Linked DNA regions of Sus scrofa: all the other regions are linked to region 1. Evidence: chromatin contacts called from public Hi-C and HiChIP or PLAC-seq data. All regions are on one chromosome and are shown on one strand. Each heading gives the region's core, a stretch centred on a gene start, on an enhancer-like site or on the middle of the called end of the contact. The rest is flanking DNA. Distances are from core to core; before and after follow the strand shown. Region 1 holds the start of SRF (serum response factor). Region 2 holds the start of TBCC (tubulin folding cofactor C). Region 3 holds the start of XPO5 (exportin-5). Region 4 holds the start of RPL7L1 (ribosomal protein L7 like 1).

The links. Hi-C and Micro-C count contacts between places; a contact is called where the count stands out from the background. HiChIP or PLAC-seq counts read pairs in DNA pulled down with a chosen protein or histone mark.
Region 2: a Hi-C map of retroperitoneal adipose tissue shows a contact between it and region 1, with 2.1 times the contacts expected there. The contact joins the promoter of TBCC here to the promoter of SRF in region 1. A contact is called at or near these places in 1 of 5 promoter capture datasets (liver), 1 of 47 Hi-C or Micro-C datasets (retroperitoneal adipose tissue) and 1 of 2 datasets of contacts at active chromatin or transcription factors (alveolar macrophages).
Region 3: a Hi-C map of liver shows a contact between it and region 1, with 9 times the contacts expected there. The contact joins the promoter of XPO5 here to the promoter of SRF in region 1. A contact is called at or near these places in 3 of 47 Hi-C or Micro-C datasets (heart right ventricle, liver and skeletal muscle).
Region 4: an H3K27ac HiChIP or PLAC-seq map of alveolar macrophages shows a contact between it and region 1. The contact joins the promoter of RPL7L1 here to the promoter of SRF in region 1. A contact is called at or near these places in 1 of 5 promoter capture datasets (liver) and 1 of 2 datasets of contacts at active chromatin or transcription factors (alveolar macrophages).

What each region holds. Positions count from the first base shown.
Region 1 is chr7:38,210,120-38,217,490 of Sscrofa11.1, reverse strand. It overlaps SRF (serum response factor), which reads right to left and starts at 4,191. Exons shown (of 7, transcript XM_005666020.3): 1 at 3,281-4,191; 2 at 1,523-1,789. The coding sequence starts at 3,805.
Region 2 is chr7:37,820,327-37,827,697 of Sscrofa11.1, reverse strand. TBCC (tubulin folding cofactor C) reads left to right here and starts at 3,704. Exons shown (of 1, transcript NM_001258407.1): 1 at 3,704-4,934. The coding sequence starts at 3,721. The coding sequence ends at 4,764.
Region 3 is chr7:38,566,728-38,574,098 of Sscrofa11.1, reverse strand. It overlaps XPO5 (exportin-5), which reads left to right and starts at 4,541. Exons shown (of 32, transcript XM_005666037.3): 1 at 4,541-4,830; 2 at 6,271-6,392. The coding sequence starts at 4,726. It overlaps POLH (DNA polymerase eta), which reads right to left and starts at 4,888. Exons shown (of 11, transcript XM_003356630.4): 1 at 4,137-4,888; 2 at 760-900; 3 at 385-519. The coding sequence starts at 896.
Region 4 is chr7:37,937,957-37,945,327 of Sscrofa11.1, reverse strand. It overlaps RPL7L1 (ribosomal protein L7 like 1), which reads right to left and starts at 4,779. Exons shown (of 7, transcript NM_001123192.1): 1 at 4,463-4,779; 2 at 3,782-3,890; 3 at 1,576-1,739; 4 at 195-332. The coding sequence starts at 4,476.

The DNA of each region.
Region 1 (7,371 bases), core at 2,942-5,441:
CTCTACCAGACCCTGCCCCTGCAAGAAGCTTCGTGTGGATTGACAGCCCAGAAGGGAACCTGTGTGGTTGGGTTCAACTCCTGGGTCCACAATTTACCTGCAGCCTGGCCCTTGGGCAAGTTATTGAGCTGCTGAACTTCTTTTCTTTATACTTTTCTGTCTGCAAAAGGAGGCCTACCCATAGGTGTTGTGAATTAACATATGTAAAGCACTAAAACAGTGCCTGGTTCACAAAAAAAAGAGAAGTTTTTTGTTTTTCTTTCTTTTTTTTTTTTTTGAGCAGTAAGTATTTGCTGTTCTTATGATGATGATGATGATCAGAACACCAAAGGGCTGTTCTCAGCTCTGGCAATGACCATCTGTGCGACCCTTGGAAAATTGCTTCCTCTTTCTGAGCCTCAGTTTTATTATGTAAATATGAGGGGGCTGGGCTACCATATCCTCTTTAAAAGAGTCCTTCCAGCTCTGATAGGCCAGGCTTCTGAGCTAGGGGCCGATAGTTTTTCAGGGAACTTAAGGTTTGAGAGCGATCTTGGGTGATTAGCAATGAAGCACCGAAGGAATGTATTCATTCAGCAAAATTTCCTGGGAGTAAATGAGCCCTACTGCTTAAAGACTGTGAAAATTATTTCAGATGCTATGCCACTAAAAGAGCGGGGAGCCTAGGGCACCGACTCTCCCCTCAGGGAGCCTTTGTTCTTCGAAGGGGAAAGAGGCGGCCTCGAGGAGAGAACCAAGCCCAGAGAACTGAGGGGGCTCAAATACTGGGGGTGGGTCAGCGCGGGATGTTTGCTAAGCGGTGGAGTTCGAAGGCCCTGATTGGCGGAGGCGTTGCTAAGGCAAACAGTGCCGCTTCCTCCAATTGGCCAGTTGGTGAAGGGCCACCCGGAAGGTGGAGCTCCCCACAGCAGCAAGGGAGGAAGCCCCGCCCCCTCTCCTTACCGGGAAAAGGAAGGGGGAGGCGTAACCCGGGCCGGCATCCCTAGCAGCCTGGAGAATACACTCCCTAACGTGCGCAGGCCCGGACATCCTGAAGAGGTAGGAGGCTGGCTAGTAAGGCAGTCTCCAGCCTAGTCAGCCAGCCAGCCTGCCTGCCTGCTGACGCTGCTGGCTTCCCAGAATCCTGGAACCCCTTAATGCTCCCTTCCTACTCCCTGGCGACCCAGTCGGCCGGGAGGGCAGGGCTAAGAGACGCCCCCGCCCCCAGCGGGGAGACAGCTGGCGGGAGGAATGCAAGGGCCCTGCCAGGCAGGCGGGCTGCAGGCGGGAGGCCGGCGTGGAGCCGGAGCCGGCCTTATATGGGCACGGAGGCCGCCCGCTTATCAAGGGGGCCGGCCTCCTGTCAGGATAGCGAGGATGGACACCTGTACCCTAGGATGCGGGGAACTAACCCGGCTCTACTCCACATCTGTGGGCACCTATCCACCTGTCCTGGGCGAGGGGGAGAGAGAGAGACCCCCACCCCTCTCTGCCGGTCAAGTCCCTCCCCTTCCTTCCCCTCAGACAAGGGACCCAAACACACCTTGGTCTCCCCACTGCTGTCGGACTCCGACACCTGGTAGGTGAGGTCTGTCTCTTCAAAGCCCGTGGCACTCATTCTCTGGTCTGTGGTAGGGTCTGAGCGGGGTGGAGAGTCTGGCGAGTTGAGGCAGGTCTGAATCAGTGCCTTGCCAGTCTCACTGGTGATCATGGGCTGCAGTTTGCGGGTGGCAAAGGTATACACATGGCCTGTCTCACTGGCCACCAGCAACAGCACCTGTGTCCCTGTCAGCGTGGACAGCTCATAGGCCTGGGGGTAGGGGGGAGGAGATAGGTAGGTCAGCAAAATTTTTCATCTCTACCTTCCTTGGGTAGTAGGAAAGAGAGGGAAGTACAGGGTGATCTCCAGCCCCCACTCCCATAATGACCTTTTGCTCCTGTGACTCTAAGAAGGTCCTATCTGAAGGTGAGCTGAAGAGCAGAGAAACCACATGTTTCTTTGAGTAGTAGCCCCACTACCCTGCAGATACCCCAAGCAAATAGTCCCTGCTTCTGGTGACAGAACATATAACCTCAGCAGACTTGGAGGGACCTGGGTAACGGCTCCTCACTATAGCTTGGTGGCCAGAGCCTCAAGAAGAGATAGCATCCACCACCTCCTCACCATCACAGGGACCAGGATGAAGTGGCTACTACACTGGAAGTCACATAAATGTTGGGGATAAGGGGCCACTTAGGCTCTAAAGTCCCATGTTTCGTCCCAGAAACTGCACAGGTTCTAACCTGTTGCCATTTTGTCCTGCTCTATAATACAGTGCTCCCCGTTCTCCCTGGAAGGGAAAAAGGAAGGGGATCTTCAAGGATGGCCCCATTAGGTGGCATCCTCATTCCCAACAAAGTTCTACAGCCCACTGGAAGCAGCCTTGGTTTCTATAAGGCACAGATAATTCCTCTGCTTCCATCCCTTCGCATATCTTCTATAGCCCAAGACAGCTCCCTTCTTCATCCCTTTCCCTGGGTAATCATCTAGAGAGGAGGAATTTCTAGGTTCCTGTGCAAACCTTCTTCCCAGACTCTGTACACAGATTTTCCCCTAGGGCTGGAAATCCTATTTGTCCCAAAGGCAAATGGTTCTGAAGCCTGTCTTGCAGGGAGTGTGCCAGCTTCCAGTGTGTGCACGGAAGACACATGGCCATTGCAGGGCTTGGTTTCTGATGCCCAGGGCAGCATCAGATCTCCTGCTCAGCTCCCTTACCTGGGGCTCTTGAGCCCCAATGGGTCATCAGCCCTACCCTCCTCCTTCCAACCAGCGCTACTCTATAGTGATGCCCACCTTCCTCCCACACATGTTCGCTCACTGTTGTTATGCAGTTCCAGCCTCCTCACCCTCGTACATTCTCTTCTGCTCCCTGCTTTTCCAGCGCCCTCCCGGAACACCAGAGCGCACTGGACCAAGTGACCCCCGGGTCTCATCAACCACCTTCCTGGCAGCCCCGCGCCTCGCATTACCACTCCTCATCTCTCTGCTTTGCAAGGGCCGGGTTCCTCTCTCACGCCCGTCCCTCCCACCTCGGCACCTTTCCTCTCCTTTCCGGACATTGGCAGAATCTCCCCTCTCCCCACATTTCCCTGGCGGCCCCTCCCCTTTTACCCTCCCAGGGCAACAGCCATCCCCTCCCACACACCTCCGGCGGACTCTCCGCCTCTCACCTCCGCCTCGACTCTGCCTTCCTCCCGGGTTCCCCTTGCGCGTCCCCACCCTCCCGGTCCCCTGTGGCCGGCTAGCCTCCCGGCCCGGTACCTTCTTCATGATGCCCGTCTTCCTCTTGCTGAAGGTCGTGTAGCGCCGCAGCTTGTTGTCGATGAACTCCATCTTGATCTTCACGCGGCCCCGAGTCTTCTTACCCGGCTTGGCCCCACTCACCGCGCCGCTCACCGGCCCGTAGCCCCCGGTGGCCGCCGCCGCCGCCTCGGGCCCACCGACCACCACGCCGAGCTCCATCTCGCTCAGGCTCCGCTTCAGGCCGCGCCGCTCCGCGCCCAGCTCCTCCTCCTCGCCCGACTCGGAGTCGCCCTCGCTGCCGCTATAGAGGGCCCCCGCGGTGGGCGCCGGGGTGGTTGTCGCTGCTGCTGCAGCCTCCCGCTCGAGGCGGCCCGGCCCAAGTCCCGCGCCGTTCCCGGGGACCCGGCCCCCGTTAGCCCCGCGAGTCCCGCCGCCGCCGCCGCCTCCACCGCCCGGCCGCCCCGTCGGGGTCCGGTTCAGGCTGCCCCCCAGGGCCGAGCCCCGGCCCAGCGCCGCCGCGGCTCCAGCTTGGCTCGGTAACATGGCGCTCAGTGCAGGAGGGCGGACGGGCAGTCAGCGAGGAATCGGAGCCGCCGCCGCCGCCATCGGCTTCCCGGCTCAACCCGGCGCTCCCGCTGCTGCTAATGCCGCTATCGCTGCTACCGCTGCCGCTGCGAACCCGGGGCCCCTGCACGCCCGGGCCGACCTGGGCCCTCACTTTCCTGCCCCTGTGGCCCGGGTTGCCCCAGGCCGCGCGGAGCGCCCCCTGTCCGTACGCTAGGGCGGCGCGCCCGGCAGCCGTCAGCGTCCCCCGGGGGGCAGGGGCTGCTGGCCGCGGCCGAGACGGCGGGTGGAGGGGGCCGGGACCACGCGCTGGCGGCGAGGGATCCCCCGACCCTTCCCCCCATATAAAGAGATACAATGTTTCCTTTTATGGCGAGGCCGCTCCTTATATGGTGAGCCCCTGCACCCCCGCCCCATTGGTCCGCGGTTCCGGCACCTCCGCTGTCCATTGGCCCACAGCGGGCGCTTATTTGCATAGACATACCGAACTCGCTGCTGTCATCCAGCGTCAGACGGCGACTCCAAAGAGGGAGGAGCCGACGCCTCTTAAAGGAACAGGCTAAGAGGCACGACTCCGCCTCCGTGACCAGAGAATGGTGAAGAGAATTGAGAGGAACTTGTGGAGAGGAAATCTGGGAGAGCACTGGAGCGCAGTCTTGCAGAGAAGAGGGAGCAGCACTGCACTGGGAACCTGGCGCTGGAAAGTCTGGAAGCTAACACTGGGGTAGTCCTTCAGTGGATTGTGCGGGGTGCAGTTAATGATATGCACCCCCAATTCCAAAGGAGAGCACTTCCCCATGCCTTCCTGAGGGACTCAAAATTACTGGCCCGGCAGAGGGGACTTGAGTCCCCAATATCCAGACTTGTCGCGCCCGGACCTCTCGACACCACTGCTTCCCCTCCCCCCTCCACTTCCTTTCCCTTTCCCTCTCTTTCCAAGGCGACGGCACTTTCCCACCAGGCCGGCTCCCGGATCTTCATTTATCATCCTCTATACTGGTTGGGTTGGGGGCAGGGGAGGGAGGGAGGATCTTTGGCAGACACATCTGGAAAAGACTGGGGGAGACAGTCCGCTTCCCGGTCCCCAATGGGGGCAGGGAGGAGGGTCAGAGATCTGTGAAGACTTCCAGCTGCAGGCTGGGCTGGAGAGGAGAGGGTGGTCCTGGAGATAAAGCCCACCCCTCAGCCAGTGCAGAGGCCTGGGAAAAAGTATGGCCAAGCAGAAAGTTTAAGCAAGCAAGTGAACACGCGTACACACACATATAACCCTTCTCCTGAAAACCAAGAAAAGCCCATGGGGAAAAAAAAAAAAAAACAGACTGGAGTGCTGCAAAACCCAGGTTTGGGGTCTGGGTCTAGTTCTTAGCTCGAAGGCAGTGAAAAAAGATTGAGATTTCCTATTACAGAAATTCTTAAATTCGGGAAGCTGTCTCTTCCTAGCCCTGTGTCTGGAAACAAGTGTTTGACCTCTCCAAACTCCATATTTCTCCTTGTTGGTACCCATCCCAAGAGGTTCTTAATAAAGATTAAATAAGATATAGATTAAAGGGCGGTGGTAGTTTAAGTGGTTTCATCCCTAGGAAAAACATCACCTTGTATGTAAGGGCATAGGAGAGGGTGATGATTCCTGCTTTAAAATTTGTTGTGATGTTAAATAAAGCAGTTGGTAGTGGTAGTGAAATAATTTAGTTACTGCAACCAGCATTTTAAAATAGTATATTGGAGTTCCCGTTGTGGCTCAGTGGTTGATGAATCCAACTAGGAATCATGAGGTTGCGGGTTCGATCCCTGGCCTTGCTCAGTGGGTTAAGGATCTGGTGTTGCTGTGAGCTGTGGTGTAGGTTGCAGACGCCGCTCAGATCTGGTGTTGCTGTGGCTCTGGCGTAGGCCATTGGCTGTAGCACCGATTAGACCCCTGGCCTGGGAACCTCCATATGCCATAGGAGCAGCCCTAGAAAAGGCAAAAAGACAAAAATAAAATAAAAATAATATATTAATGGGTCTCACAAAAAACAAGAGTAAATATTGTTGGATGAAACTTTTCTTTGTATTATTGTTGTTTGAACCATATAAAACTGCCATTTTGTATGTCAAGAGGGTGGTTTACTGTCAATTTCACATAAAATTTTTTTTTTGGCCATGCCCATGGTGGGAGACAGTCCAGGCCAGGGATTAAACCGGAGCCACAGCAGTGATGACACTGAATCCTTAACTGCTAGGCCACCAGGGAATTCCCTATTGATCTCATTGATTCAATGTGCATGTATTGGAGGACAATGTCAACCTCATTTCTTGTTTTTGTTTTGTTTTTCCATTTTTGGTCACCCTGTGGCATGTGGAATTTCTGGGCCAGGTTTCAGATCCAAGCCGCAGTCACTACCTAAGCCACAGCTGCAGCAATGCCAGATCTTCAACCCACTGGGCCAGGCTAGGGATTGAACCTGCGTCCCAGTGCTCCCAAGATGCTGCCAATTCTGTTGCGCCATAGCAGGAACTCCCCAACTGCATTTCTCACTGTGAATCACAATCCAAAGACTTTGCAAAATACTGAAATGAACTGTGTATGATTTGTGAGATATGTGTGTATATGTAAGTATATATGAAAAACACGGGCTTGTTCATCAACCTCCTAAATGCAAGAACTAAAAGCCCTCCTCTTCTCCATTTCCCAACAGTTTTTTAAGAGTTTTTCTTTTTTTTTTCTCCTTTTCCTAATTTACTCTGCACAACAGGTAGTTCAACATATGGAATGTGTTAGCTCAAGAGGAAGAACAGGTCAAATAGATAAATAGGTTCCAGACGGGCTTCAGGGGCCACAAATGGTTGCTAGGGATTTGTGTGAGCAGCACCGTCTTGCAACCACAGCCATGGGGGTTCCTTCTCGCCTGGCTTCAAAAGAGCTTTCAGTCTGAGACACCTAATTTATTTATTTATTTATTTTGTCTTTTTGTCTTTTGTAAGGCCGCACCAGCAGCATGTGGAGTTTCCCAAGCTAGGAGTCTAATTGGAGCTGTCGCCACCGGCCTACGCCACAGCCATAACCATGTGGGATCCAAGCCATGTCTGCGACCTACACCACAGCTCACTGAGCGAGGCCAGGGATTGAACCCGAAACCTCATGGTTCCTAGTCAGATTCATCAACCACTGAGCCACGACGGGAACTCCTGAGACACCTAGTTTAGATGCATACAGGGTGGACAGCCCTTAGTTTGGCATCCCACTCGGCAGAGCACAACTGCTGTCTGCTATGCCCACAGGGAAGGGGGCCCAGGGTGAGATGTGGCAACACCAGATCCTTAACCTACTATTCTGGGCCAGGGATTGAACCTGAGTCCCAGCACTTACAAGTTGCTGCCGATCCTGTTGTACCAGAGCACAACTAGACTATTTTAAAATCAATAAATTTTACATCAAAATCTGACCTCTCAAAATAGTTGGAAGTTTTTGCAGCCCCAGGGCCATGTCCCCACAGGAGCATGATAGCCTGGAGCAGGGTTGAAGGCTCTGCTCTCAGGTTCACTGTAGACTCGGCACAGCCCCCTAA
Region 2 (7,371 bases), core at 2,455-4,954, 390 kb after region 1:
AGTCAGATTCATTTCTGCTGCGCCACAACAGGAACTCCCCAGCTGACATCTTTCACTGTCTTTATGTCAGAAAAGTCACTGACCCAGGCAGGAAAATTTCATATTTCATAGTTGACATGCAGCAGTTTTAATGAATCCTTTTTATCCACTACATGTTCAAGACTTGCTGAAAGATGAAGTGACACCTCCTTTCGGCACTGAGCTACTAGAAGAGAGGGCCTGGATCTGTTTCATTTGCCCAGGTGTGGCTGCCATATCCCACCTGCATAGGGTCCCTGAAACACCCCAGGAACACAAAAGGTCCCATTCTTTGCCATCTATCCACACCCAAAGACTGTTTTATTGTGCTTATAGGCTTTCACTACCTGGTTATTGATTTCCTGTGGTATGTCACTACAGAAACATTTGCTTTATGAATTTAAAAGAATGAATAACTAGGACAAGGATTTAAAATTACATAGAATGGCATGTCGCAACAGAAGAAAGGGTGGGGGAAAAAACTGTAACTGCAATGTATACATCTAAGGATAACCTGACCCCCTTGCTGTACAGTGGGAAAAAAAAAAAAAAATTACATAGAATGGAGATGCAGCTAGCAAAATCCAGACCGTGGGAAATTCTATGAAACAAAGTGTTTTCAACAAAACAATAGAGAGGGGAAGGATTTAAAGGCGGTTAATCGTGATTTAAGAGACATGTTAACCAGGCACATTGTATAGACCTCATCTGGATCCTTATTCAAATAAATTAACTTAAGAAAAGGAAATTAGAGAATAAGCAGAGAAAAATGACGATAGACTGGAATGCTGATGATATTGAGGAAACAATCACCACTTTTTTAGAGTGCGGTGATAGTACTGTTGGTTATTTCAGAAAGACAGTCCTAATCTTTTAGAGATACATACTGAGATATTTACAAATTGTGAAATACGAAATAATATAAGGTTTGGGATTTGCTAATCTGAGTGAGGTGGGGTGGGGAAGTGGCCAGAGTTTTGAACGAAACAAGACTGTCAGCTGGTAACTGTTGCAGTTGCATTATGGGTACACATAAACCTCTTCTCTCCACTTTGAAATTTTCAAAAAGTTAAAAAAGTAAATCTAACCAATAGAACGATTAAAGTGTCTACGTTTTTGTTAAAAAATGTTTAAAGTCTGTAACACCTTCGAATTCTTTCACTTTGCAAGATGTGTATAAGAGAGTAGTATTCTGATTCACAAGTCCTGAAAAGTATCTTTGAAAGCAGGACTCAGAACTCATTGGTTGCTTGCCTTCTACCACGTTTCTGCTGTAATGTACCCCCCCTCTTTCCTTCCATCAGAACAGGCACTTACCTCTGAGAAGCTGGAATCCAGTTCAAAGATGCACACTGAATCAACTGCCCTCAAATGTCAGAACAGGCAAGTAGTCTGGCAATGCCTACTGCTTTGGGCACATTAAGCCCATGTCTTGACCACCTACCTTGGCTTGCAGTTGTGCCAGGGTCTGTCAAGAACTGTCAAGCCAATGCTTTATGATGACCATACAACTGATCGCTGTCCATTCCCAGTCTTTGAAAGAGCCTCCCACACACTGGGTCAGTAGGGTGACCTGTACATTCTTGTCCTTTTCTGCCATTTTCTCAGAAAAGTTTGAACTAGCCAACTCAAAATATTCAGAAACTTCCAAAGTCAACTGGACTCTATGCCAAAACCTCTTGATGAGCAGAAATGAAGTTCTCAAAAGGGTTAAATGAATGACCTTCCGTCCCACTTCTGATACAGACAACACAAGCCCCTATCCTAGAGTCACTATAGTTAATACAAAAATGTTGCCTCACCCCACCTGCAACTCCCAAATCCAATAAACCTTGTTTGGCTACAGACCTTCATCATTTGAGTGGGAAAGATTCAATAGGTGAAAAACTTAAAAGAGGCAGGTCAGGTCTTTTTCCCTAGCAAAAATAAATCTTTTAAGGCTCCCTTGGTTAACCCAACCCTTCATAAAATAAAGCAGCTACTGCATTCCCGGTACGACTCACATAAGATCACCAGTTATATTTCATTCACCAGACCTCACAAAACCCCCAGGGCCTCCATCTCTCTTGCCCATGAAACAAAGCGAATGAAAACTTAGATATACCACAAGCGTACACAGGATTTTTTTCAGCACCCCCGTTTCCATCGGGTACACGTTCACACACATACAAACATACAATAACCCCCACCCCCCGAGTGGAATATGCCAAACAGTGTGACCTGTGCTGATTTTCAGCGGAGAAACATGGGAATTTATGTTTGTTTTTGGTTTGGGCTTAAAATGGAAAGGAAAGGAGGAGAAAGCGGCGTGAACAATCGGAAACGACTCTCCATTCTCTCGCTTCCTCCCATCTCCCTCTGCATCAAAATGCAGGTATTATCAGTGAAATTTCAAGTGACAATTTCTTGGGCAGTTAAATACCCCGACTGATGCTGGGAACGGAGGTGGAGGTTAAGAGTGAAACCAAAGACGGGAAGGGCGGGCCGGGTCGGAGGCCCCCGAGCTCCGCCGGGCTGCACCTAGCACGCGAGGTCGCCGAGCGCCGGTGCCGGCCGCGCCCCAGCTCTCGCCCGGCCCGCTGCCCTGGGTTTTGCCAGTGACTACGCCGTCTGGGCTGCCCACTCACACCTCTGGCTGGTCCCGACTTTAGGCTAGGCTCATCCACTTCCGGTGACAAATCCCTCCCACCACCTCTAGAAATAATGTAACATTTCCCCCATCGCCTTCCTAAAGACCGACGGCCCCACAGAGAGCCTGAGCCCGAGCTGAGGTCTCACCCGGGCGCGGCCAGCGGCGCCCAGCTGCCGAGGTTGTGACGGCGAAAGGGGGGAGGGCGTGGGAGGAAGAGGAAGGGGGTGTGGAATCTTACCCTCCCCCCACCCCTCCGACTGCAGTAATTGGCCAAAAAATATAAATCCTTTTTGAGACTCCCCCAGGACCCCCTGAACCCGGTTGCAGTGAGGAGCCCAGTACGTCGCATACCGGAGCCCCTCGCCTTCTCCCGCCCCGGTAACTGCCTGCGGGGATCCAGGAGCCCCAGGCCACGCCGAACTGCAGCGGCGGGGGGAGGGGGAGGGCGGGTAGGATGAGGGTTTGGGGGCGGCAGGAATGGGTTGGGGGAAGGGGTGGTGGAAGGGAAAAGAAAAAAACTGAGGCATGCGAGCGGCTCCCTAGACAGCTGTTCCAGCTGCCGCTTCCTCCGGCGCGGGCCGGGCGGTGTAATATCCCCCCCTCCATCTTTCTCACCACTACCTGTCCCCCCCACCACCGCACGCACACATTCCCCCCACCAGTAGCGGTTCTCCGGCCTGTAAGGGGGTAGTAGGGAGGAGCTGGGGGGGAGGGGGAGGCCTGCGAGTTTCTAACCTTGTTCTTATAAACAAACCCACATGTGCAGCTGCCGCTGCTGCAACTCACCCCACAATCCCGGATATAAGTCCTGCCCCTTTAAGAGGAAAAAAAGCTTCCCCCGCCTGCCTCCCACCCCACCCATCCACAAGGACCTTTGTCTCCCCACCCCCCCGCCAGTCGGCCCCGCCCCACGGCCCCGCCCCTCCAACGCCAAGAAGCCAATGGGCAAAGAAAATAAGGCCGGGGTCTGACGTCAGCATGTCCGACCAATCACAAGGCGCGTTGGTGGGAGGCTTCGCGAAGGGCGCGCCCGGAGAAGGAAGGCAGGAGAAAGGAAGCTTGAAGTCAAGATGGAGGATAGTAGTTTCTCTGCGGCTGCTGCTGCTGTGCGGAACGGGGACTTGGGGTCCCAGTGGGACCGGAGCTTGGTGCCCGAGCGGCTTCAGAGGCGAGAACAAGAGCGGCAACTGGAGGTGGAAAGGCGGAAGCAAAAGCGGCAGAACGAGGAGGTGGAGGAGGAAAAGAGCGACTTTTTCGCCGCCGCCTTCGCTCGGGAGCGATCGGCCGTGGAAGAGCTTCTGGAAGGCGGGGAGTCCGTCGAGAAGCTGGAGGAGGCGGCCGCTCGGCTACAGGGGCTGCAGAAACTTATCAACGATTCGGTTTTGTTCCTGGCCGCCTACGATCTGCGGCAGGGACAAGAGGTGCTGGCGCGGCTGCAGGCGGCCCTGGCCAAGCGGCGTCAGGAGCTGCAGCCTAAGAAGCGTTTCGCTTTCAAGACTCGCAGGAAGGATATCGCTTCAGCCACCAAAGTAGACTCGGCTCCCGGCGCCCCGGCTGCTGACGGCATCCTGGCCTCCTCTCCGCCCTTGAAGGAGGAGGGAGGCTTCGACTCCAGCTGGGTCTGCGGCTTCTCCAACCTGCAGTCCGAAGTCTTGGAGAAGAGAGCCGACGAGCTGCACCAGCGCGACGTCCTTTTGACCCAACTGAGTAATTGCACGATCAAATTGTATGGCAATCCCAATACTCTGCGGCTAACCAAGGCCCGAGGCTGCACGCTGCTCTGCGGCCCCGTGTCCACCTCTGTGTTCCTGGAGGACTGCAGTGACTGCGTGCTGGCTGTGGCCTGCCAGCAGCTCCGCGTACACACCACAAAAGACACCCGCGTCTTCCTGCTGGTGACCAGCAGGGCCATCGTGGAGGACTGCACGGGGATCCAGTTCGCCCCCTACACCTGGAGCTACCCGGGGATCGACAAGGACTTTGAGGGCTCTGGTTTAGATAGGAGCAAAAATAACTGGAACGACGTTGACGATTTCAACTGGCTGGCCCGGGATGTGGCCTCCCCAAACTGGAGCATTCTTCCGGAAGAAGAGCGAAGGATCCAGTGGGACTAAAGCAGTTGTCACGCTTTTCTTCACTCCTACTCCTTCCCATGTGGGACTGACTCCGGCTAATGGGACTGCAAAGTGTACCTATTGTTTTCACGCCGTATATGTTTTCATTATTTTAAGACGAGATTGTGATAAGCTGCTACATTTGATCTACATTAAATTTGTGACAGGTCTGGCACTTTAAAGAATTTTTCCTATTTTGGTAATGTCTAGGAGCTTTTCTTTGATAAGTGTGAAGCCATAAGAGCAAAAGGGTGTAGTTGTGTGTTGGTTTTTACACGATTTGTGCTGTTTAAAACTTACTGCACGATGGAATTCCCGTTGTGGCGCAGTGGAAACGAATTCAACTAGGGACCATGAAGTTGCCGGTTGAATCCCTGACCTCACTCAGTGGGTTAAGGATCCGGCGTTGCTGTGAGCAGTGGTGTAGGTCGCAGACTCGGCTTGGATCCTGCGTTGCTTGACTGTGGCATAGGCCGGCAGCTGTAACTGATTTGACCCCTAGCCTGGGAACCTCCATTTGCACAGTGTGCGGCCCTAAAAAAAGGCAAAAAACAAAACAAAACAAAACCTTACTGCACAATAAAGTAGGCTTTCATGGGGGGAAAAAATGTAATTGTAATGTATACATGTAAGGATAACCTGACCCCCTTGCTGTACAGTGGGAAAATAAAAAAAAATAAAGTAGGCTTTCAGTAATACTCGTTTAATAAAAAGAATTCAGGAGGGCTCTATTGGGAGCCAGTTAATGTGGAAGTAAGGTATCAAACCTGTTAAAACTGACATTAACCAAAAGCTTCTTTGAATTGCAGGTTTGATCCCTATAGATATTTTTCAGTGGGGCGCTGAAAGGACTCCTCTTTGGTCTTCAGCTGCATGTTAGCTTGAGTTTCTGGCATCCTGCTAGTCATCCAAAGTTCTGGCACGGACCCCAAGTTCCTCATCAGTCTTAACCAACTGTAATGCCAAAATAGTTTACCAATTTTTTTGTGCACTTAAAATGCCATAGATACCACTGTAAGCACCTTACTCATAAAAACTTATTAAGTCCTCAAAATCTTATGAGGTAGGTTCTGTTAACACCATTTTTCTTTTCTTTCTTTCTTTTTTTTTTTTTTTGTCTTTTTGTCTTTTTGCCATTTCTTGGGCCGCTCCCTGGGCATATGGAGGTTCCCAGGCTAGGGGTCTAATCGGAGCTGTAGCCACCCGCCTGCACCAGAGCCACAGAAACTCGGGATCCGAGCCTCGTCTGCAACCTACACCACAGCTCAAAGCAACGCCGGATCCTTAACCCATTGAGCAAGGCCAGGGATCTAACCCGAAACCTCATGGTTCCTAGTCGGATTCATTAATCACTGCGCCACAACGGGAACTCCGACACCATTTTTCAAGTGAAGAAAACAAATAAGTTGCCCAAAGTTCACACAGCCCTAATGGTGGACTGGGATTTGAAACCAGGTGTCCTGGCTTCAGAGCCCACCTTCTTAACCACTACAAGATACTGATTTGGAATAGTGTTGATTTGGAAAGAAAGCTTCCAAAATTAAAGAGGGCAAATTTGCTTTCCTTAAATTCTCAGGTGTAATAGTGCTACGTATCTATCTACTCATACAAAAAGGATTGGGGCAAGCATCTGGCCAAGTCTTAATTTTTCGACTCATTTTGCTATAATCCTCTACTGTTAAATACTTTGGCTTTCTGATCTCTTCACTACCACCCATTATTCTTAAATGGAAGGTTGTAAGATTTTCAAAAAGCTTTTAAAGGTCTCTCGGCCTTGTAACTGCAGATGGACTTTTTATTTAATAATTACCACAAGTATTAAGGTGCTTATACCTCAGGTATTTATATTTTTAGTATTTATATATTTTACTTAGTTCCAAAAAAGGATTTAAAGTCATATCTAGGACATGTGAAATGTAACAAGATAACAAAAGCAAATGACAAGGAGGAAGGAGGGTAGAGTTACAAATTGGAAGAAGTGAGGCCAATAAAACAGCCTACCAAACTCTGTTCCTTAGCTGGAGGTGAATCCAGATCCCCACCCCCCTCAATTATTAGCTAACTCCAAAAGGGATCCTAATCAGTTTCACAATTTGCAACATCCACAAAGAAGAGGGGGGAAAAACATCCCTGAGGAGAATCAATCCTATGATAAAAAGAGATAACATACTAGAAACTTTGACCCCAACCTAGAGCTATGCCCTAGAGACTGATAGTTTAACACAAGTGCACTTAAGAATATACCATGCAGGTTGTGATTCAAGAACCCAACATAGTGTCCATGAGGATGCTGGTTCGGTCCCTGGCCGTGCTCAGTGGGTTAAGGATCTGGTGCTGCTGCCAGCTGCGGCATAGGTTGCAGATGCAGCTCGGATCCAGTATTGCTGTGGTTGTAGCGTAGCCCAGCAGCTGCAGCTCCCATTCCACCCTTTAGCCTGGGAACTTCATAAGCTGCAGGTGCAGCTGTAAAAGGAGAAAAAAGAATAAAGTATGCTGTGGCACTCATGGGCCTGCAATTCATATTTGTAGACCGATCATTTTTATAGGAAAGTTAACTTTCCTAATTACATCTAAAAAATAAAAATCCCTTAAACCTCTTGCAAACCT
Region 3 (7,371 bases), core at 3,292-5,791, 360 kb before region 1:
CTGGCAAATGATTCCAGATACTGTGCTAGAATGTGAATCTGACTTTAGCCTTCTCTGGAAAAACTCTTAGTTTTCACAGTCAATTCAATTACTCCAAATACTTCAGACTTTTGGCTTTACAACATGGGAACTGATATTAAGTCTTAAATATAACAACCAATTTTTAAATAACTAAGGAACTGAAAGGGCATTAAAGGTAGCAATTATTATAAGTAATAATGACTCTGAATTGTTCTTAAAACACAGCATTAAAATTTTTTCATTTCACACTGACTGAAAAGGAATTTTTTCAGAGTTACTTACACAAAACAAATTAGAAACATTAATTCTAAGCCTCATGAAACTCTTCCCAGTCTTCCATTCCCTGTAATCTTTGTTTCTTACTTGGTGAGGTTAGCTTTTCCACGGGACTCAAGAACTTGTGCCAGGAGAAGATCTGGACATAACTTCTTAGCATCATCTGCCCACATGCTTTTAGTGACCCCAAATGCACGAGCTTCATAACTTACTGAAACTATTCTATGGTTAGGAAAAAAGGGGAACAAAAAAATAATACATGATCACAAGCAAAAATCATTAAAATTTAACAGGATGAATAAGCTATAAACTTCATAATAGAAACTTTTAGGTCACTGATACTACTATTCACTCTCAATCACAGCAGTTGAGAAATCTCAAATGTAGGACCTAGCATAGTGCCATGTATTCTTACAGATAAAAATAGCAGTTGAAAGTTATAACAGTAACTACGGTACATACCCGCCACCCTTCCATGATTTGTACTGCACAACTGCACAAGGTTTATTCTTCAGATGAGGATTTTGCCGCTGCTCCACCTGAACAAAAAAACAGTCCATGTCCAGTAGAGCAACTACCCGGTCTTGTCCATTAGACATTTTTCTGTAAGACAAAATTTTATGGATGGTTAGAAAGGATACCTAAGCCAAAGTACCAAGAAAAATTACATCGTCAGTCTTCCATTGCTGAATTATCTAAACATGGGAGCATGGAAACTAACGAGAATGAAACAGACATTTTCATACATTGCTGGTAGGAGAATAATAAGTTGATACAACTTTAGGAAGGTAATAATATTAAAAGCTTTAAAAATACCCATCCCCCAAAAGAACTGACACCTTACAAAAGAAACGAAGAGTCAACAGACATATGAAAACGGGCTCAGCATCATTAGTCATAGGGAAATGCAAATTAGAACCACAATGCACATCAGTGGAGGGATAAGGCCAACAGTTAATTTAGTTTAAAGACAAATCTCAAATACCAATTCAGGCAAAAGAGAAGCAGAAAATGATATATAATATCATAGCAGCCATGTGAATTTTTAAAACTTTTTATTCTGAAATGCTTTAAAACTTACAGGAAAATTGCAAATATAATAGGGCTCTCCTACACCCACTTCCCCCTAAGGCTAACATTAACACAGCACAATTATTAAAACTAAAAACGAAAACTGGTATAACATTCACACTACTTTACTTGAATTTTACTAGTTATTCCACTAATGCCCATTTTTGGTTCCGGGATTCAATTTAGTCATCATGTCTCCTTAGTCTTCTCCAATCTGTGACACTTCATGTTTTTCATGTTCTTGGCACTTTTTTTTTTTTTGGTCTTTTTTTGTCTTTTCTAGGGCCACACCCACAGTACATGGAGGTTCCCAGGCTACGGGTCTAATCGGAGCTGTAGCTGCCAGTCTACGAAAGGAACTCAGGATCCGAGCAGAGTCTGCAAATACACCATAGCTCATGGCAACACCGGATCCCTGACCCAATGATCGAGGCCAGGGATCGAACCCGCAACTTCATGGTTCGTAGTCGGATTCGTTAACCACTGAGCCATGACAGGAACTCCCCTGCACTTTTGAAGGGAACTACTAAGTTACTTTGAGAATATCTTTTCAATTTAGGTTTGTTTGCTGTTTTCTCTTCATTAGACTGAGGCTATGCATTTTGGGCAAGAATATTATGGACATGTTCTGCTTTTCTCTGAGTACCATGTGGGCAGATACACAATGTCAATTATGTCAATACTAGTGATGCTAAGCTTATCATTTAGTTGTAATAGTGTTTGCTAGGTTTCTCATTGCAGAGTTACTGTTTTTTCCTTTTGTAACTAATACCTTAGTCGAGATTTTTGGGACTATGCAAACATCCTGTTTCTCCTCAACATTTAACCACTAAGCACCCATCAGTGGATCTGGCCTGTAACAATTACTTTGCAGTGTTCTAATGGCGACTTTCTACCCATTTATGTAATTTTTTTTTTAAGGACCACACCCTGGGCATATATGGAAGTTCCCAGGCTAGGGGTAGAATCGGAGGTACAGCTGTTGGCCTATGCCACAGCCACAGCAATGCTGGATCTTAGCTGCACCTGGGACCTTCATGGAGGCCATGCCAGATCTTGAACTCACTGAACAAGGACAGGGATAGAACCTGAATTCTCATGAATACTAGTCGGGTTTGTTTCCGCTGAGCCACAACAGGAACTCCCATTCATGTAAATTTTTAAAAACAAGAAGAAAACAATACTACATACTATTCATAGAGAGACATACATAAAGGTATGGATGCTAGATCGAAAGAACAAAACTTATGGATACAGACTAATATTGCATTTAACATTATTAGAAATCTGGAAGAAAAAATATAAAACAATGCAATGGCTTCCAAACTTTGCTACAGATTGGAATTATCTAGGAACCTTTTACATACTATTGATTTCTGACTTCTACCATCAGATATCTAATTTAATTGTGTGTGTGTGTGACTTGGGCATCTTAAATTTTGTGTGTGTGTCTTTTGTCTTTTTATGGCAGCACCCTGGGCACATGAAGGCTCCCAGGCTAGGGGTCGAATCAGAGCTGTAGCTGCCAGCCTATGCTACAGCCACAGCAACATGGGATCCTAGCCACATCTGTGACCTACACCATAGCTCACAGCAATGCCAGATCCTTAACCCAAAAGCAGGGCCAGGGATCGATCCCACGTCTTCATGGATACTAGTCAGGTTTGTTAACCACTGTGCCACAATGGGAACTCCCTGGGCCTCCTGATTTTTGAAAGTTCTCTCCAATATACAGTCGATTAGGAACCACTGACCTAAAACAAATGAGATACTTATAGAAACACCAGTAATTCATTATTTAAATATGAAAAACACAGGTTATACAGTTGAGTAAGCACTCAACTGTATTCTTGTTTAAAAAGTTTCAAAAATTAACATTCACCTTGAAAACAGTGTTATGCAACAACAAAGCTAGAAAAATGACGAATTAAAAAAATCAGAGTTGTCAAGGCATTATTAATTCCTCACAAATTCCACCCACCTAAGACAGGCAGAATGTGATACTTTAAACACTTATAAGTGTTTATATAACACTTGTTATATAAGTGTTTATATAAGCTAAAACCATGCCAGCAATCACTTTATCTGGAAGCGCTTTTTTTGTAGTACTGGAACAGATAACGCCAGACTAAAAATAGTACTTCATTGTTTCACACACTCACCGCCCCCCCCCAGATAGTACCATATTAGATACAAATACTAGCAGTGGAGTACGAATTAGGAGCAGTGACTTAAGCCCAGCAAACATTTCCTAAACGCAGAAACACCAAAACGGATATTCAGATTTTAACTGTTTTAATTTTCAGTTTACGTATTTTGCTTGAAAAAGTAAGAGTTGTGTAAAGATAAAAAGTGAAACGCACTTTCTGCCAAAACCCTCCTTTGGGAATAAGGATTACACTACTTTGAAATCTTGGCACTTCGAATTATCAAAAGTGTACAAACCTTCAGTATTTGCAAGTATTCATCTTTAAAAATCTCAATTTATCCCAATTTGCACAAAACAAGTTTGATGCCGATCAGACGATACATCCGAGGAAAATAAGAACAGGTGAAGAGGAAGGTTCAAGAGCTACCTTTTTTTTCCCCCCATAAAAATCCTCTTAAGAGGCAATAAATACCAAGGCCTTTTCTCAATGAGCAAGTATTTCTATTTCATGAAATTTCGGCCGCATGCTGTCACCAGTCACTGCTACATTATACAACCAATAGCCAAGACAACACGAAAAGGCTAAAAACAGAAATCGAACGGTTCTAAATTCTCTTACCAATGTGACACCTGGCAAAACCGCCACCCGCGGATGCGGCCGATGCTGGGCTCGATGTCCACTGGAAGGAAGATGAAGGGGTCTTGAATATCGGTCCTCTTTCCGGCAGCGGATCAGTCGTTTTCGAGAGAGTTATTGCCGGTAAAGACCAAGGAAAGGACCAAGGGCTGCAGACGATCCTCGCCTGGGGCAACAGTCCGCACTGCCGGGCGTGTTCAGCCTGAGCCAGCGCGATCTGCCCACAGCCCCTCCCGTCAGCGATCAGACAGCGCGCGCGCCGCCGAGGGCCGTTGACGCGCCTGCGCACCGCGGTCCTTACGTCTTCCGCTCCGCCCACCGAGTTGCAACCGTCACAAGGGAGCCGCCACTTCCGCGGGCGCATGCGCAGTGGTGGGTTGGGCGCGTGCGCAGCGCCGGCTTCTTCCCGGCTGGATCTTCTGCTGCTCACGCTCCTCCTCCAGCTCCCCACCGCCCCCCCACCCCAGCCCGCCGCGGCCCGGTACCAGCTTGTGAGCCCGCCCAGGGAGCGGTCCTTGCCTCGTGCTCCCGGGACGGCCGTGGTGCGTGCTCGCGGCGCGTGGCACTAACCATGGCGATGGATCAAGTGAACGCGCTGTGCGAGGAGCTGGTGAAAGCGGTGACGGTCATGATGGACCCCAGCTCGACTCAGCGCTACAGGCTAGAAGCCCTGAAGGTAGTTGGGGTCTGGCGCCCTGGGCCTGCCCCGAGACCCTCCCCCAGCTCCAGCCGTCCTGGCGCAGCCAATAACTCCGGCCGCCTCCCGCCCACGCGGCCCTTGGACCTCCGTCCCCCCCACCCCGGGGGGCCTTCCCCTCGCCGCTCTCCGCGCCTCTTCCCACTCCCCGCCTTCTCTACTTGCCGCGCCTGCCCTTCTCTCGGGACACTCTCTGATCCATAGCTGCCTGTGACCGCCTCTTCTCGCCACCACTTCCCACTGCTTTCTCCTCCCCCTCTCCCCACTTCTTTTCACTCTTGGCCGCGCCACGACCCCCTCCGCAGCCGACTGCACTCACTTTATTTTCCCAAACCCACATCCCCAAAATCCCCTCGTCTTCTCGTAGCGCACGTGTCCAACCGGTCGCCAACCCCAGCTACATTCTTTATGGTCTCCCCTGAACTAAACATTTCTCTGCTGACTCAGTCTCCCGACCCACTCTAACCGAACTCAAGCCCTTCTTGTGACTCTTTACTTACATCCTTAGACTTCTCCCTAACCCTCTTCTGTGTCTTGGGTATTTCTGGGCTAGTTCTCACACCACCACCCCCCACCAGGTCTCTTATTGTGTGATACTCTTGGGCTATTTTGGGCAAAGATGAACTTCCACCACTTACTTTGCATTTTAGCAAGGGCCCTTTGGTTTCCTAAAAGTAGTTTGCTTGACTGCCGCGTGCTCTGCTATGGGGACTGACTCTTGTATAATTTGGTAATGCTAATACAATTCGAGCTTATTCTCCCATCAAACAATGTATGTGGGTTTTCTCCACTAGGAGAAAATAATTGTGCTCTGTGTATTTTAAGAGATGTAACTTCATAGAGTCAGCCTTATTAGAAGGAAACTACGATATATAGATGTATGCCACAGGATTTGGAATCAGAAACATTTGGGTTCTATTGTAACTTCATAGAGTCAGCCTCATTAGAGGGAAACTACGATATATAGATGTGTGCCACAGGATTTGGAATCAGAAACATTTGGGTTCTATTAGGTTTGTTTTTCTACACAAAAGTAGCATAGGACAATAATCATTTATATACCTCACCTAAACTTAGCAGTTGTGAAGATTGTACCACATTTGTTTTATCCCTTCCCTCACCAAAGGATTTTAAAAGTGAATCCTAGAAATTGTTTTCATTTCACCCCTATGTACTTCAAGGGAATGTGTCTAAAATAATTTTTTACTCATTTAGGTCATTTTTCCCCCCAACATTAGTTGGCCATGGCATGGGAAATCGAACTATCAAAGGAGTGTTTATCAGTTCTTTATTCATATAATATTGACGTAGATTTTGCAACTTAAAAATATAGCACAGATTGGAGTTTTAAGATGAAGGTTTTTTTTAGTCCCCCTCACTTTGGCTTCTAAGGGAAACACTGATTTTTCTTCTTTTCAGTTTTGTGAGGAGTTTAAAGAAAAGTGCCCTATCTGTGTCCCCTGTGGCTTGCGTTTGGCTGAAAAAACACAAATTGCCATCGTCAGACATTTTGGCCTTCAGATCTTGGAACATGTTGTCAAGTAAGGAGCTTTTGGAGCTTACCACCAAAGTGTGTGAGAAAGCAAATCTTTTATTTCTTGGGTAACTCAGAAGTACTCTTTAGGTGAATAGAAAAGAGCAATCCCCAGGGAGAAAGGAATAATCCCTGAGAGGTTATCACAGCCTCAGGGAGCTCTCATCTAGAACTTAACCTTTTTCTTCTTCCAGTTCTTCCTTTGTGTAGAGTACGCTAAGCATTCTGCAAATATTAGCTCATAGTCATGCAGCTAGCATTTATTGAGTTCCTAATATATGCTAGCAAACCTAAAACTCTTTTTTTAAATTTTTAAATTGAAAAATTTTCATTTTCATTTATTTGTTTGTTTAATTGTTTATTTATTTATTTTTGTTTTTTAGGGCCACAGATTCGGCATATAGAAGTTTGAAGGCTAGGGGTCAAATTGGAGCTACAGTGGCTGGCCTAAGCCACAGCCACAGCAACGCCAGATCCAAGCCACATCTGCAACCTACACCGAAGCTCATGGCAATGCCGGATCCTTTAACCCACTAAGTGAGACCAGGGATTGAACCGGCATCCTCATGGATCCTAGTCAGGATCATTACTGCTGAGCTACAATGGGAACCCCCCCAAAAATCTTGTTATGTTTTTTTATTTTATTATTATTAGCATTTTAGGGCCACACCTATGGCATATGGAGGTTCCCAGGCTAAGGGTCCCAATTGGAACTACAGCTGCTGGCCTATGCCACAGCCCCAGCAATGCCAGATCCAAGCCACATCTGCAACCCACACTGCAGCTCATGGCAACGCCAGATCCTTAACCCACTGAGCAAGGCCAGGGATCAAACCTGCATCCTCATGGATGCTAGTCAGATTGGTTTCCACTGGGCCACAGCTGGAACTCCTAAAAATCTTTTTAGAATAATTCAATATACTGGTAAATAAATCTCTGATTAGGCACTGTGCCTTTTTTTGTTTTTTTTTTGTTTTTTTTTTTTT
Region 4 (7,371 bases), core at 3,530-6,029, 270 kb after region 1:
TGACAGCCCCGCTCTGCCCACCCCACATCTCAAGATTCTTAAGGCTGGCAGCTGATTCCTGATGACTGCTCACAACAAAATGCTCCCTCAACACAGCAAAATAAGCCTTGGAGAACAGTACCCTGTGCATCCTAATGTTCTCAACATTTTCAAATAAAACTTAATGTGAACTCACACCAAAAAACCACACTCACCCCCAGGTCACATAAGGTTCCACTATACGAAGCGTTTTTATGGTTTGAGGGGTGACCTGCATAAAGACACCGCTGAAAATCTTCTTCAGGCGAAGTCTTGCAATGGTCCTCTGCACCACTGAACTCACCCCACTGATCCTGAAATGAAGAACAGAGCAAGTCAGGCTGGATCAGCAAGCACCCACGAAATGTGTGCTACCACCGGGCACCCAGGGGGAGGGCAGGACGCAGACCACGCCTCACAGAGCTCAGCTGAGTGCTTATCAGCTATGTAAACAGATCATGTCAATGCGATGCAGAGCAAAGGCTCAGGGGCTATGGGAATACAGATGGTCCCCGAATGTGTGTCTGTGCTGGGTTGTGTGTCAGGCTAAGGAGGCCAGACTTGCTCCTGTGGCAGTAAAAGCTATGGAAGATTTTAAGTAGAGGAAACATGACCAGATTTGTTTCTGACAATCACTGAGGAGCAGTGTGACACCAGAGTCTGGGAAACCCAGCTAGAAAGCTGATGCGATAGTCCAGGAGAGAGATGATGGGCAGTGGTTAGAGGTGCATACATATTTAAAACACAAAGGTTTGTGGTCTGATTGGCTGGGGAGGGAAACAGAAGGAGGCAGAGCTGGGGGTGCAGGTAGGAATGGGTAAGGCACCACCGAATGTGGAACAAGCTGTCCGTACTCTCCCCAGCACTGCATATGCTCGATCCACTCGACCCTGAGTACCTCGAGGCTACCTTGATAACCCCACTTCAGGACTTTTTGCATCTATGCCTGGAAAGGCTTCCCCCAACCCTTTGCAGGTCTCAGCCTCAAGCTCCTGCTTCAGAATGCCCTCAACCACTGCATGCCACACGGCGGCCCTCACCCCACATCCAGCCAGCACTGAACCCTCAAAGCAATTAGAGTAACTTCATGTCTATTTGCCTAAGGTGAGGCTCCCTAATCTTGAAAATAGCAATCTGTTTCCTTCAGCCCTGAATTCTAGCACAACTTGCATCAGTGGCTTCAGGCCTACTATCTTGTCATCTCCCTAAAGACAGGCAAAAGCTGAAACGAGAGGGAGGGAGTGGGGGTGGAGTGGGGATCTGGGTTAATAGATGCAAACTCTTCTTTGGAATGGATAAGCAATGAGATCCTGATGTACTGCCCCGAGAACTATATCTAGTCACTTATGATGGAGCATGATAATGTGAGAAAAATTATATATATATATATATGTAACTGGGTCACTTTGCTGTACAGTAGGAAATTGACAGAACACTGTAAACACCAGCTATAATGGAAAGAATAAAAATCAAAAAACAAAAACAAACAAAAAGACCCCCCAAAAAGCCTGAACCAATAGTTTGCCTCAGCCTCCCAGGATCCAGCAAGTTCCCTACCTTTCGATGCGTACAACAAAGGCCAAGGAATGTTTATCTGGCACTTCCAAGCCATGAGGCTTCACTTCCAGTCGTCTGAGGCGCACTCTGTCACGTAGTTGCCGCCAGGAATCATGTAGGAACCATTCCAGTCGTTTAAACTTGAGTTCCTTTCCTTTCCTCTGCTACAGAGAAGACAGACTATCACCACCACTTTATGTCTCTAATTGTCTTTACTTCTGCAACAGTCATTCATTAGTCACTATCGGTAGAGCTTATTTGCCCTCTGTTCTGGAAAAGGGACCAAACATCCTCTATTTTTTTTTTTTTTTAAAAAAACAGCGAACCTGCCACAGACTAGGGGTCAGATGGGAGCTACAGCTGCCAGCTGTCATCACAGCCTTGGCAATACCAGATCTGAGCTGCATCTGCGACCTACACCACAGCTTGTGGCAACCCTGGATCCTTAACCCTCTGAGTAAGGCCAGGGCTTGACCCTGCACCCCCACGGAGACAATGTCAAGTTCTTTTTTTTTTCCTTTTTGTCTTTTTAGCGCCGCTTCCGAGGCAATATGGAGGTTCCCAGGCTAGAGGTCCAATTGGGGCTACAGCTGCCATCCTGTGCCACAGCCACACAGGATCCAAGCCGCATCTGCAACCTAACCACAGCTCACGGCAATGCCAGATCCTTAAGCCACTGAATGAGGCCAGGGATCGAACCTGCAACCTCATGGTTCCTAGTGGGTTTCGTTTCCACCACGCCACAATGGGAACTCCAACGTCAAGTTCTTAACCCACTGAGTCAATACAGGAACTCCCATCCCTTTTTTTTCTCTTTTTTTTAGTTTTCCCAGCATCATTCGTTTTTTAAAATGATTTTTTACTTTTTCCATTATAGTTGGTTTTACAGTGTTCCGTCAATTTTCTACTGTACAGCAGTGACCCAGTCACAAACATACATACATTCTTTTTCTCACATTATCCTCCATCATGCTCCATCATAAGTGACTAGATATAGTTCCCAGTGCTATACACTAGGACTTTATTATATAATGGAAAAACCCACTCTGGTGGTTTTGTGGGTTAAGGATCCAGTGTTGTCACTGCTGTGGCGTGGGTGTTGGGGAGGGGAAACAACACCAACATACTCAAGTAAAGGTGAAATTGAGAAAACCTGAGAACTACTGGGGACAGTCCTTGTTGAATAAGCAAAAAACCAATTAGTTTACACACTGTCAGTCAACGTTTATTGGAACATAAGGCATCATAAAGCTCATGCCTCCCAAATATGTATTTCTCCAAAACATTTGGCAAATAGCAAAAACTATTTCAGAGTCCTGTTGTGGCTCAGCGGGTTAAGAACCTGATCAGTATCCATGAGGCTGTGGGGTCAATCCCTGGCCTCACTCAGTGGGTTAAGTATTCTGCATTGTTGTAGCTGTGGTGTAGGCCAGCAGCTGCAGCTCTGATTAGACCTCTGGCCTGGAAACTTCCATACTCCATATATGTGGTCCTAAAAAGAAAAACAAAACAAACAAAAAACGCAAACCAAAAAACCTGGTACATTAAAAAAAAAAAAATTAGAGTTCCCAATATGGCACAGCAGGTTAAGGACCCAGCAATGCCACAGCTGTGGCTCAGACTGGAATCTTGGCCCAGGAACTTCCATATGCCATGGATGTGGTTGAAAAAAGTAAGTAAAATTTTTAAGTTTTTGGGAGTTCCTGTCGTGGCTCAGCAGAAATGAATCTGACTAGTATCCATGAGGACACAGGTTTGATCCCTGGCCTCACTCATTGGGTGAAGGACCCGATGTGGTGAGCTGTGGTATATGTCACAGATGTGGCTGGGATCGGGGGTTGCTGTGGCTGTGGTGTAGGCCGGCAGCTGTAGCTCCAATTTGAACCCTAGCCTGGGAGCCTCTATGTGCCACACCTGCCGGCCTAAAAAGAAAAAAGAAAATTTTTTTTCTTTTAGGTACACAAGCATGTTCTCGAATCCCTTGGTATGAACCGGAAGGAACACTCTCCACTGGCTTTTTCCTTAAACTCTACTCCAGTATTTTGCCTGCAGAAAGCATTTGATACATACTTGCTTTGTTTAGCAAATATGTATCATCCAGCTGATGGGGGAAGCCGACTGTCAGTACCAAATTAGTTCAACATGTGCTGGATAAAACTCACCGAACACAAATTCTCATTCCTTCCACCTGGTTCCCCACTATTACCTCTTTCTTTTGCAAAAGCGCTTGCTTCGCCTGTGTGGCTTTGAGGGCCTGATATGCCTTCCTCTTTTTCAAGAGATTTTCTGGAACCAAAGGGATCTTTTTTCTTTGCCTGAGAGAGAAAATGGAGAAAAGCGATAGTATTTAGGAAACAAATCTGCAATGCGTTTCCAAACGACAGCTTGGGCTTCGCAAACATTACTGTCTAAAACCTCCTAAGGACCGCGCTCCCACCCCGCCACCTGGCGTTTCTGACTCCAGTTCTCAAAAGCTTTCAAGAACCATGAACCCCTTAGCCACTGGTCCTCGTATGTCAATGGAGCTTTTACTGTCATAGCCTTTTACAGATACCACCAGCGATGAGATTCCGCCCCGTGGGGTTGGGGCGGGTGCGGACCCAGCTGCAGAGATAATACTTAAGTCAGGCTGGGGAAACCCACCCTCCAGCCCGCAGCCTCAAACTCATTCCTCACCCCTTGAGGTAGGTAATCCGAACCTGACAGAGGCCCCATCCGCCCGCCCCAGCCCAACACTTCCTCCCTCCTCCTTCGATAATCTGGAGCCTTTTCTAAGTCTCTCTTCAGTCCACAAGGATCCTTATTTTCCGCCACCGAGAAATAAATACTGAGGATGGCACCAGATGCTCAGGGCACCACCCAGAATCTCAGAGCCCCTGATACTCACTCCTCCTCCGCCATTTTTCCAGCGCAGCTGCTACTGCTCAGGCGTTGCCCCACGCATGGGAAGGAACCTCTCTATGGTCTCTCGACCATAGAGATGTCTACTCTAGCTCACCCCAGGGCGAGCGGGTAGCCTGCGCCTTCTTAGCAGCAATGAACTGCTGAAGTTTTGCTAACCCTGATTCCTATCAAAAGTGGCTCAAAGCTTCCTGGGCGCCGCTTAGAAGCTTTTTAGAGCCCGGTCATCTTCAAAGACCATCCCTTTTTATTTCAGCTGTATTCTCATATCGCCGGAAGCCTGGTCACAAACGAGGAAACGCTTCCCACCGACTTCCGGTAGGGAGTGAGGTGACGATTTTCCGGTTTCTGCTCGCTAGGCTGCGCTTCTCCCGGAAGGCGACTGGCGGGATCCGGTATCCTTCACCTGGTGCGGAGAGCTTGGGGCTGCAGCTTTGGTTCTGTGTTGGTGGAGGTGTGGACGACTTAGGGTGCTGGCAAAGGCATCTCTGATTCCCTCGGCCTGGCTTCGTCAGTGGGTCCCTGATCAAGTGGGTCCCTCTATCCCTTCGTTTCCCTTACCCAAAAAGTGGACGTAATAGCGAATCTTGCCTAATAGCCTTGGGAAAGTTATATGAGCTGCTCCACATAAAGCGCTTAGAACAAAGTCCAGTAAGCAGTTAACACTGTGTTAATTATTATTCCTGCTGTACCGAAAACGAGAAATTGCAACTTACGATTTCAGAACTCCCTCATAATAGCTCTCACCACCTGGAATAGGTTTCCTTCTCTCCTGCTCTTCAGAAAGAAATAAAAACTCACGTGTTGTCTTTAATGGAAACCTCCAGACCAGTGTGTCTCAAGCATTAATGTGCATAGGAGTCACATGAAAATCTTGTTAAAATCACGTTTTTATTCAGGAGGGGCGGGGAGTCAATATTCTGCATTTTAAACGTGATTCAAAGTGATGGGGATGCTTCAAGTGCATTTTGACTAGAAGGGCTTTTTCTTTTTCTTTTCTTTCTCTTTCTTTCCTTTGTTTTTTGGCGGCCCCCTCAGTATGTGGAAGTTTCTGAGTCAGGGATCAAACCTGTGCCACAGCAGTGACCTGAGCCACAGCAGTGAAACACTGGACCTTAACCCGCTGAGCCACAAGAGAACTCATGACTAGCAAGTATCTTGAGAAGTCTCTCCTTTTTCTGAATTCCTTCAGCATGTTTATTTTTTAAGAATTCCTGTAGTGGCACAGCGGAAAGAATCCGACTAGAAACCATGAGGTTGTGGGTTTGATCCCTGGCCTCACTCAGTGGGTTAAGGACCCGGTGTTGCTATGAGCTGTGGTATAGGTCAAAGAGGTGGCTCGGAGCTGGCGTGGCTGTGGCTGTGGCGTAGGCCAGCAGCTGTAGCTCTGATTCAATGCCTAGCCTGGGAACCTCCATATGCTGCAGGTTCAGCCTTAAAAAAAAAGCAAAAAAAAAAAAAAAATTTTAAATGTTTCTCGGCATTATAGGCTTTTGGGGCCAGATAATTCTTTGTCCTGTTGGTTGTAGAATATTTTGGCAGCATCCCAGGTTTCTACCCACTGCATGCCAGTAGCATCTCCATCCTAGTGGTGACAAAGTTCTTGTCTCCAGGCATTGCCAAATGTCTAGCACAGTCTATGTATATTTATGTTAAGGTCTAAGGCAATGTCACTGTTTGACAGTCAGCACTTAAAGGCATCACCACAGACTTTATCCTGTATTGTTTGGTTTATTGTTTCCCTGATTAGACAGGGTTCTCTGAATGCAGGGAAGTCATCACATCTCTGAATCTTCTACAGCACCTCTCACAACAACAGGCACCTGCAGGGGCTGGTTAACCATCTAAACTCAAGGCATCACATTGGTATGTGCTATGCATCTAAGACAACCAGAAAGACAGTGCCATGCGCAGAATCCAGAACCTGATAAATAAATGTCAAAGGACAACATGGCCTTCAGAGTCACCAACTGTGGCTCAAGCCTCATGCTTACTCTTTCAGCATCTCACCATGTGTCTTAGTTTGTGAAAAAGCAAATAGAGAAGGGACACTAAAGTATAACAAATTCATTAAACAGTAAAAAAGGAATGAAAATAAGTCATTATTTTGTAATATCCTTTGTCTATAGATAAAAGGTATTTCAGAGGTATTAACAATGCAACAATACTCCTGGCTGAAAAAAGACTTGGAAGTCAGGATTCAGGCAAGGCTTTCCAGTGCCAGCAGATGGTGCTAGGAGAACACTTATTTTCGGTGCCAAAGCCAAAGCCCAACTGGTCCAGAGAGAGATGGCGTTGTCTTCAACCCCAAAATGTTCACGAATACATGTTTACTTAGCATTGCGCATGTGCCCTGGGCACTGGGCAAGAATTGAGATTTTTTTTTAAAATTTCAAAGTAAGGTTACTAAATGAGAATGGGGCACGCCATTTGCAACCTGAAGAATCTTGGAGTTCTCTTGTGGCACAGGGAGGGGGTTAATGAGCTGGCATTGTCACTGCCATGGCTCAGGTTGCTGCTGTGGTACAAGTTCAATCTCTGGCCTGGGAACTTCCACATCTTGTGGGTGTGGCCAAAAAAAAAAATTATTCCTTTTAGCCTGTCCTGTCCTCATAGGCCGCAGTTCTCTTTTTTTCTTGGCTACTTCAGTTGTGCATCATTACGGAATGACTAAATAAATTAGGGAAGACTATGCAATTAAATGCAGTGAGGTAGGTCTTTATGTCCCAAAATCTCAGTAGAGAGTATTTTTTATTTTTCGGCCTGTTGACATCCATCGCCATTTCTTTCTTTCTTTTTTTTTTTTTTTTTGTCTTTTTGCCATTTCTTGGGCCGCTCCCGCGGCATATGGAGGTTCCCAGGCTAGGGGTCTAATCGGAGCTGTAGCTGCCAGCC